Regions from separate parts of the Mus musculus genome. Here regions 1 and 3 are each linked to region 2. Evidence: chromatin contacts called from public Hi-C data. All regions are on one chromosome and are shown on one strand. Each heading gives the region's core, a stretch centred on a gene start, on an enhancer-like site or on the middle of the called end of the contact. The rest is flanking DNA. Distances are from core to core; before and after follow the strand shown. Region 1 overlaps Vwa8 (von Willebrand factor A domain containing 8). Region 2 overlaps Dgkh (diacylglycerol kinase, eta). Region 3 overlaps Vwa8 (von Willebrand factor A domain containing 8).

What was found. A called contact is a pair of places that touch in the nucleus more often than the background predicts.
Region 1: a contact with region 2 is called in a Hi-C map of bone marrow-derived macrophages, with 15 read pairs. The contact joins two enhancer-like sites. A contact is called at or near these places in 1 of 15 datasets of contacts at CTCF or cohesin (large pre-B cells), 1 of 484 Hi-C or Micro-C datasets (bone marrow-derived macrophages), 9 of 115 datasets of contacts at active chromatin or transcription factors (embryonic forebrain, embryonic stem cells, epiblast stem cells and 1 more) and 1 of 9 other capture datasets (embryonic stem cells).
Region 3: a Hi-C map of bone marrow-derived macrophages shows a contact between it and region 2, with 21 read pairs. The contact joins two enhancer-like sites. A contact is called at or near these places in 1 of 15 datasets of contacts at CTCF or cohesin (the NIH/3T3 cell line), 2 of 484 Hi-C or Micro-C datasets (the P5424 cell line and bone marrow-derived macrophages), 1 of 115 datasets of contacts at active chromatin or transcription factors (embryonic basal ganglia) and 1 of 9 other capture datasets (embryonic stem cells).

The regions. Positions count from the first base shown.
Region 1 is chr14:79,114,226-79,116,971 of GRCm38.p6, reverse strand. All of the region lies in intron 37 of Vwa8 (von Willebrand factor A domain containing 8), which reads right to left. All of the region lies in intron 1 of Gm30970 (a long non-coding RNA gene), which reads left to right. Among named protein-coding and RNA genes, the nearest start is that of Gm30970, 20 kb to the left of the region's middle. Within about 2 kb of position 1,476, at least 53 of the 459 cell types and tissues checked have an H3K27ac peak or open chromatin away from gene starts, as enhancers often do. A contact at or near this core is called in bone marrow-derived macrophages, where this site is marked.
Region 2 is chr14:78,697,932-78,700,826 of GRCm38.p6, reverse strand. All of the region lies in intron 2 of Dgkh (diacylglycerol kinase, eta), which reads left to right. Among named protein-coding and RNA genes, the nearest start is that of Dgkh, 33 kb to the left of the region's middle. Within about 2 kb of position 1,441, at least 45 of the 459 cell types and tissues checked have an H3K27ac peak or open chromatin away from gene starts, as enhancers often do. A contact at or near this core is called in bone marrow-derived macrophages, where this site is marked.
Region 3 is chr14:79,088,246-79,091,006 of GRCm38.p6, reverse strand. All of the region lies in intron 29 of Vwa8 (von Willebrand factor A domain containing 8), which reads right to left. Among named protein-coding and RNA genes, the nearest start is that of Gm30970, 46 kb to the left of the region's middle. Within about 2 kb of position 1,341, at least 119 of the 459 cell types and tissues checked have an H3K27ac peak or open chromatin away from gene starts, as enhancers often do. A contact at or near this core is called in bone marrow-derived macrophages, where this site is marked.

The sequences.
Region 1 (2,746 bases), core at 227-2,726, 420 kb before region 2:
TGAAAGTCTATACCTATACTGGAAACACCTTTTAAAACTAATAAGGAGAAAGGGAGAAATGTGGGGTTTAGCTTTCCCACAGCTATACTTACTTGTGGAGTTGACAATCATATTTAATCCAAGAGACCCCATTTCCCCTCACTCATTCCAATGCGATTCAAGTACATCTTCAAGGGGGAAAAATGTGCTGTTTATTGCAATGAGGAGGGCCCTCCTGTCAGTCAATCATTCATTCCCGGCAAGCACTTGACTTTTTAGAGTGGTCTAGAGGTGACACTTGGTACCCAACCACATCACCCCTGTGGCACTGGTATTTCCTGCTAGCCTCTCCTGTCAACAGGCCGCCTGCTCTTCTGAAAGCCTGCTGCAGACTTACTGCTCTGCTCATGCACAATGTGGCCATGCTGCAGCATCGTATTCACTAAGGGAAAGGCCATTCAGAAGTTAAGGAACACTGGAAAGCTCGTGAGACTCCTGTTTGCTGTTGCCAACACCGAGGAGCATCCCACAGCATCCTTGCTGACGATGCCGAGGATGGCTGGGTAGTCACTTGGCTCCTTAGAAACATTCACTCCTGTGGCCTAACAGGCTCAAACAGAGACCGGTGCCAGGTTTCGAAATCGGCTGGCACTTTTGGGTTTTAGTAGTTTTGGGGTGGCAGTATGGACCTCTAGGATAGTTGACTGAACACTGAGCACTGTTAATGTTCATGGACCATGCAGCTGGGTGGATTAAGAATTCAAAGAAGCTGGGTGGTGGTGGCACACGCCTTTAATCCCAGCGCTTGGGAGGCAGAGGCAGGCGGATTTCTGAGTTCGAGGCCAGCCTGGTCTACAGAGTGAGTTCCAGGACAGCCAGGGCTACACAGAGAAACCCTGTCTCGAAAAACAAAAACAAACAAACAAACAAACAAACAAAAAAAGAATTCAAAGAAAACCAAGCCATATCACCTTAGGCTAGTTCCTTAATCTTGCTGAGCCTCAACTTCTCACGTCTGTGAATGAAACACTTGGATTTCTTACTCCCAAACTGATACGGAAAGATGAAGTTGTTGGGGCTGGAGAGATGGCTCAGTGGTTAAGGACACTGACTGTTCTAGAGGTCCTGAGTTCAATTCTCAGCAACTACATAGTGGCTCACAGCCATCTGTAATGGGATCCAGTGCCCTCGTCTGGTGTCTGAAGACAGCAACAGTATGCTCATATACATTTAAAAAAACAAAAAACAAAAAACAAAAACAAAACAAACAAACCAAAACCCCAAAGCTGTAGTAAACCTCCTTAACAAAATTGCTTTTTAAAATGTAAGAGTATTAGAATATTCTTTTAAACTATGGGCGTGTGTGTGTGTGTGTGTGTGTGTGTGTGCGCGCGCGCGCGCACGCGCGCGTGCTCACACAGACCACAGTGAGCATCCTTGTGTGGCTGTCCGAGATTAATTAGTGGGAGTTGGTTCTTTCCTTCAAACATGTAGGAACAGGGACGGCACTCAGGTGGTCAGGCGTGGCAGGAAGGGACTTTACCCACTGTGCCTTGCTGGCAGCCCAGTATTAGGATAATTCTTAGTTAGCTTCACATTCTTCAAATAATAATGAATGCTAGGGCACTCTGCAGAAGTTATTAATTAATTTTATTTCCATATTTTAAAATGTGTTTCAGAATTTTTTACTTTTTTATTTTATGTATATGAGTGTTTGCTTGAATGTGTAGCACATACGTGCCTGTTGCCTGCAGAGACCAGAAGTGACCTTCCTGGCACTGGAACTATGCGTTGTTGTGACTCATCACATGGGTACGGAGACCCAAACCACAATCCTCTGTAAGAGTAGTAAGTGCTCTTAGTCACACAGCCATCTCTCCAGCCCCAAAGATCTTATTTTATTACTCATTTTAAATTATGAATTATGTGTGTATCTGAGTGTGTGAGTTACAGGGCCTGCAGAGGCCAGAGATAGTGTCAGGTCCCCTAGAGCTGGATTCATAGGCATTTGTGACCTGCTTGATGTGGCTGCTGCAACTGAACTCCAGTCTTCCGCAAGAGCAGCACACGCGCTAACTGCTGAGACATCTCTCTAGCCCCTTACTCTTTGAGAACAGTTGTTGTTGTCGTCTGCATAGGGCTGTCCAGTTGTTCCTCACTCTTGGTGATCCTCTTTCCTCCGTTAGAGTGCTTTCTTTGGCAGCCGGCTACTAATTGGTGCTATGTCTCCTGTCTATTTCTGGACTTTCTATTCTGTCTCATCGATTTGTTCTTTCATCCTTTTGCCAACACCGCAGTGAACCCTAAAGCTGGGTAACAGGATTTCCCAGCCTGATTCATCTTGAAAATGATTATTTGGGCTATGTTAATTCCTTGCCTTAACATAAACATTTTAGAATTGGCTTGTACTCAGCTGCTAGAAAAAAGTCCTGCTGGAAAACTGCTTAGAGCTGCATTAAATCTATAGGTCAGCCTTGAGATGAGAGTCTTTGTCATATCAAATCTGTCCGATGAGCTTGGTCTGCCTCTTTCTGTACTTGGTTTCCATCTCCTTCATTAGTGCTTTGCAGTGTTCACCATACATGACACACTAGTCTTGCTAAACTCTTACCTCAGTAGTTCATTCTCAAGAGGAGCTGCTTAGAAACTGTGTGTGTGTGTGAGTGTGCATGTGTGTGTATGTGTGTGCATGTGTATATGTATGTGTGTATGAGTGTGGTGTGTGTGTGTGTGTGTGTGAGTGTATGTGTGTATGCGTGTGTGTGGA
Region 2 (2,895 bases), core at 192-2,691:
TTAATGTTTTAGAAGTTCAAAAGAAGCTGCTGTCTCTCTACTGTAGTGGATGAAGTGCATTCGCGTGGTCCCCAGAACCTGTGATCCTCAGAGGTGGCAGAGGTACCCATCCGGCTACCCACACCATCCCCCGTCATCCCTCTCCCCATACCTTGAGCTTACATTTATTTAGTTGCTAGCATTACAGAGATTAATAAAACAGATTGGCATTTCACTATGTAGTTATTCTGTTTATTTGTTTGATCTTTTGAAACACAGTGTCACTACGTGGGTGGGGGCTCACCTCAGACTTGGAGCTGCCCTCCCAATCTGCTGGAATTAACATGTGCGCCTCCGTGTCTGGCTTCCTGCCGGTGTTTCAGCTGATCACTGGTCAGGGCATCTGTAAAAGCAGAAGATCTGTTTTTAATCAGTGCAGAGTTTTATTTTTGTTAAGTAGAATGAAATATTTTCAAGTAGACACCACTCTTGAAATGGGCATAGCCTGCCTGAGCCTTTGTCATTGAGCTGGAGAGTTATGATGCATGGGAACTGGAGCTGTATGGGTGTGTGTGTGTGTGTGTGTGTGTGTGGTGTGTTAGGACAGATAGACTTTCTGCCTCTGGTCAAAGTCTTGTAGGAAAGGTGTTGCAGGTTGTTGCCAGGGCCATGTGCATGCCGATCAAGTGTTCTACCATTGGCTTACCCTTGGTCTCACTTTCACCTCTTATGGATAGAAATTGTATAATAGAAGGCGAACTGTTTAACGCCTGCAAAAGCCTTTGAAACCAAGACCATGAGACTCCTCCTTCACGGTTGTTATGCTGACCAAAGGAGGAGAGTTAGAGTGAGCTTCAATCTTACTGTCTCTTTTGTACTTTTTTCTGGTTTAGGTCAAGTTGGTGACATTTGTTATGCGTGAGTATAAATTGGCTAGTAGTGTTTGACAGTGTACTAATCCCTCTGACTTGGCAAAACCCTTGGAGTATGAATTTTGAGCTGGCAGACTTGTGGTAGCCCCGCTGCTTCATAGCTCCTCACTGATCTAAAGGGAAAGAACTCAGTAACTAAAATATTTACTTCATCACCAAAGCATGTCTCCTGGGGCCAAGGACATCAATGAATAGGAGCTGTGTGTGTAAAAGTGCTATAAATCCCAGGTTCAGCTTCGCCAGTGTCACTGTGTTCCATGATTAACCTATAAAGAAAACACCTTCATTCTCTTAATTTGCAGATCTTCCCTTTGAAAGGGGACCTCTAGCTCATAACAGATATGTCCCCTAGTCAGTATTGCTGCTACCAGCATGTTTAGCCTACTTAAATGTTATTTATTAATGTCTACTGTTAGCTGTAACCACAAATTGAAATCTGAGTCTAGCGCAGATGGGGACTCTTTTAAGCCTCATGCTGTGACGGATGCTCATCTGTTGATCATGGTTACCATGGCGAGCACTGGCTGCTACCTGTTTCAGCCGCTTCCTCCTACTCTTTCCTATTTTTGGCCTCTCTTCATTTCACACAGTCCTCACCTCCACTCCGCCACCATTACCTCATTCCACCCTTGATTTCTGTGCTTTGAACCAAAACTTCCTATTTTTTTTGAAGGAACTAAATCTCTTGAGCAATTTTATACAATCCTAATTCTCATACACTAATAGTTTTTCCGCCCAAAGAGGCCACTTGAAATGCAGCTCCACTGTGCACGGTCACTGGCAACCCTCTGAGCGTGTCGGGCGGGGAATTCCAGGTCAGTGTTCATATCATGCCAAAAGCCCTTTGTAAATAAAGTTCTCAAAAGTTAGTGTATAATTAAAAAACAAAACAAAACAAAACCAATCAAGGCATCAAGACAGGGACTTAAAATAAATTACAAAATGTTCCTTGACCGGGACCAGGGAGATGCCTGAGTGGGCAAAGTGCTAGCTGTGCTGAGCTTGGATTCTCCAGCACCCACAGGTGGGACAAAAAGCCAAAATGAGGAATAGCTGTTCCCCGCCAGTGTTGGGGGATGGAGACAGGCAGATTCTGGGAGGTTTGCTGGTTATTTGGCAGAGATGAAATGAGAAGTTCCAAGATCAGTGAGAGACCCTTGCCCTAAAATAAAATGCAGGCACGCTCGTATGTACACACACACACACACACACACACACACACACACACACACACACACTGGCTGGCTGGCTGGCTGTGCTGCCCCCCCCCCCCAAGTTAAAGCACTATTCTTGTTTGCTGCCTGTGTAACAGCCTCTAGTACTGGATGGTTCAGCTAAGGCTGGAGAGATGGCTTAGCAGAGGAGAGTACTTACTCCTCTTCCGGAGGACCTGGGTTCAATTCCCAGCACCCACATGGCTTCTTTAACTCCAGATCCAGGGGATCTGATGCCCTCTTCTGGCCTCTCAGGGCACTGTATGCACGTGGTACACAGATAGGCATGCTGCTAAAACATGCACAGTATAAAAGAACATAAAAGACAGCGCAATTTTTGGTTGGACTAAGCAATGAGAGACCTACCTTTAAGTTTTGTGTGTGGATGCTTTGCTGTGTTGTTAGTCTCAGGACACCTTGCATGCCTGCCTTTGACTCGGTGACTGGTTGAAGGGAATCAGCCTGTAACACAGGGCTGGGAAGGAAAGAAACAGCACTGTTAGCAATCATGTTTTGTAAGAAAGCAGTAGAATTATTTTATACTTCCCATTTTCCCAGACATCTTACAACTCGTGAAGTTCAGCCTAATCACTCGTTATATTTGGCTCCGGGACTACAGAGCTCTAACGTTAAAATTTTGGTTCTTTTACTTTTTTAAAAAAAAATATCATGTGGCTCTTCCCAGAATATGTTAGCAACAGATTATTGATTTTGTTAAGAGAAAAAAAAAGTGTGCTGTTGAGATTTTTCTTAGCTGCAGATTTGATAGC
Region 3 (2,761 bases), core at 92-2,591, 390 kb before region 2:
TTTCAAGAAAGGAAATAAACCTAAGCATTGGACTTATGAACTGGAATATATGCAATAGGGATTTAAAATAGAGAAAGCTAGAAAAGATTAAATATCTTCAAAGATTTCAAAGAAGCTGGTTTTTAAACTTGATCTGATTCATGACTTTCTTTGCTCTGTAAAACTCTAAAAACTTCACGAACCCGCTTCCACGTTGGACATGGAATTTGGGGAAACCTAAACCCGTGTTCCCTGGGGCCATGATCACTTCTAATGGCTACAGAACAAACTCTGTTTTATTCTATTTAAGATGAGACCTTGACACACCTAAAGTTGCATCGTTTTCTGACTCTCTATTAAGAACCTACAGTAGACATACTCTTTAGAATAACATCTAGCCCAAGAAGTCTTGTTTACTGGTATTTGAATATTTCTAAAATGGTGGTGAGAGCAAGAAGCTTTTCCTTCTACAATTATAAAAACAAGGGCAGAGGAGACAAGTCTGTGGGAACAGTGTTTGATCAGCAAGTACAAGGAGCAGAGCTTGGGTCCCCAGAATCATAAAAGCCATAAAAGCCTAGCATGGTGGCTACCTGGACTTCCAGCATTTTTGAGGTAGAACTGGGATTTGCCAGGCAATCTAGTGAGCTAGACCAGATGAGCCTGTGTGCTCTGGGCACATGTGAGAGAGCCTGCTTCACTATATAAGGCAGAGTGAGGCCCATAGGGACAGTAGACATCATCCTGTGACCTTGACACATACATAAACATGAAAATAATTGAAAAAGAAAGCATAAAAGCAAGTTAAAAATTTACCAGGTCTTTGTTCTAGGTTAAATTCTTTTTGGGTAGCTTTTAATAGAGAAAATGTTTCTTGCATGATAAATACATACAACTCTGTCATAAATCCTTAGCTCTTAAGCCATCTGCTACTAAAGGAAGTCCTAAAGTAAAGTGTCCCCCCTTAAAAATAAAGAATGAGCAGATGATTACACAGAGAATTCACTGTAATTTCCATTTCCCTTCCTCTTCTAGGTTCAAAACCAAACCAAACCAAACCAAACCAAACAAACAAACAAAAAAAAAAAAACCTACATCTTCCTAACTGGGCATACATGACCTGAGCACTGTCCTGCTAAGTTACACACACACACACACACACACACACACACTCACACACTCACACACACACACACAACTTTTATTTCCTAGCACATGTGTCCACAGCCAAAGTGCACTGCCCCGTGGGCTGAGAATGGCTTCCACCAACACTTGGCAGCCTGAAGGAACTCTGTGGCTCCATCCTTTTAGATGTTAATGGGTTCCTTCTGTAAATGACTAATGATATATTCTGCCTGTGCTTAAAAATAGAAACTCACGTCACACATGAGTACAAGAAACTGTGGCTTTGGCACTGCTTGAGCTGGGGGCAGGGTAGAGGAGCAACTGAGCCATTTTCTTGTGTTTGTATCTGACTGGGAGAAGAGTGACCTTCAGATGGCCCCCATGCCCAAGTCTGAAACACTAAAGGCTAAGCAGATGGACTGAAGGAACCCTTGGGAACAGGGGCAGGGCAAGGCCGTTATTTTTAGTTTTCCTGTCCTCACTTAAGATTTTATTTTAGTAAGGAATTTTTGAACAACTTTCCAACTAACCAGGAGGATGCATCTACAGCAAAACTTTATTTTAAAATGATAAGGGACAGATTTATTTGTGGCTGCACTGTGTCCCTTTCAACTCTGTCTTCAGTTCTTCCAGAATCAGGAAGAAGGACTCGAGGGCAGCCCACATTTTTATACCACTAGTTAAACTGCTCCATTTGCCCCACCCCACCCCCACCCTGACCCCAGACTGAGTTTCTCTGTGTAGCCCTGGCTGTCTTGGAGCTTGCTCTGCAGACCAGGCTGGCCTCGAAATCAGAGATCCACCTGCCTCTACCTCTCGTGTGCTGGGATTAAAGGTGTGCATCACCACGGCTCAGCCTGGCTGCACCATTTTCTAAAACAGTCAACTGGAACAACCTGTGTGAAGAGGGAGAGGAGAGGCAGCGGAAAGATACCTCAGATGTCACTCAGGATGCAGAAGTCAGACAGGGTCTGAGAATGCCTCCGGGCCAGGCACAGGCTGTGCCAGTCAAGTACAGCTCTACAATGAAAACCTTATTTCCTTGATGAAAATCACTGAACAAAACAATTAGTCTACAAAAAAAATTAGTCTACAATGTTGCCAAACAATTGGGTCTTTTGTGAAATAAAACAGGAGCTGAGCATCTAAAAACTAATAGTTTTACAGAATTTGTATGTGTAAATTTCTGTTAATGTGACAAGCTGAAAATCTGGGGAACTGTTTGAATAAATACTTCCACTTCTGAGTCTCATCCAAATTTGGTTAGCTTATTAAATTTAAATTCCCCCTGACAGGTGCTGTCTCTGGTGGATTCTCCTGGTTGTAAAGCTCTTATGTGGGATAAGGATCTGAACTCAGGACTTCATGCTTTCCATCCGTTTGTTTGAGGTAGGGTCTCACTGAGATGCTCTGGGGGCTGTCCTGGAACTCCCTCCACATGCCTGTTCTGTTAGGAAGTCCTGCCAGCTATCCCGTCAAAATGCACCTAGGGTCAATCACTTATGACCTTCACCCTCCTCCAGGCTATCAATATTTTTTGGAGGGCTCACTGTAAGAAGGTCTGAACTGGCCCCTTCAGTTCTGCCTCATTACTACTCCCTGATAACACAGAGTAACTGAAGAGACCCCTTTCTGACACTCCCCTCTTACTCTCAGG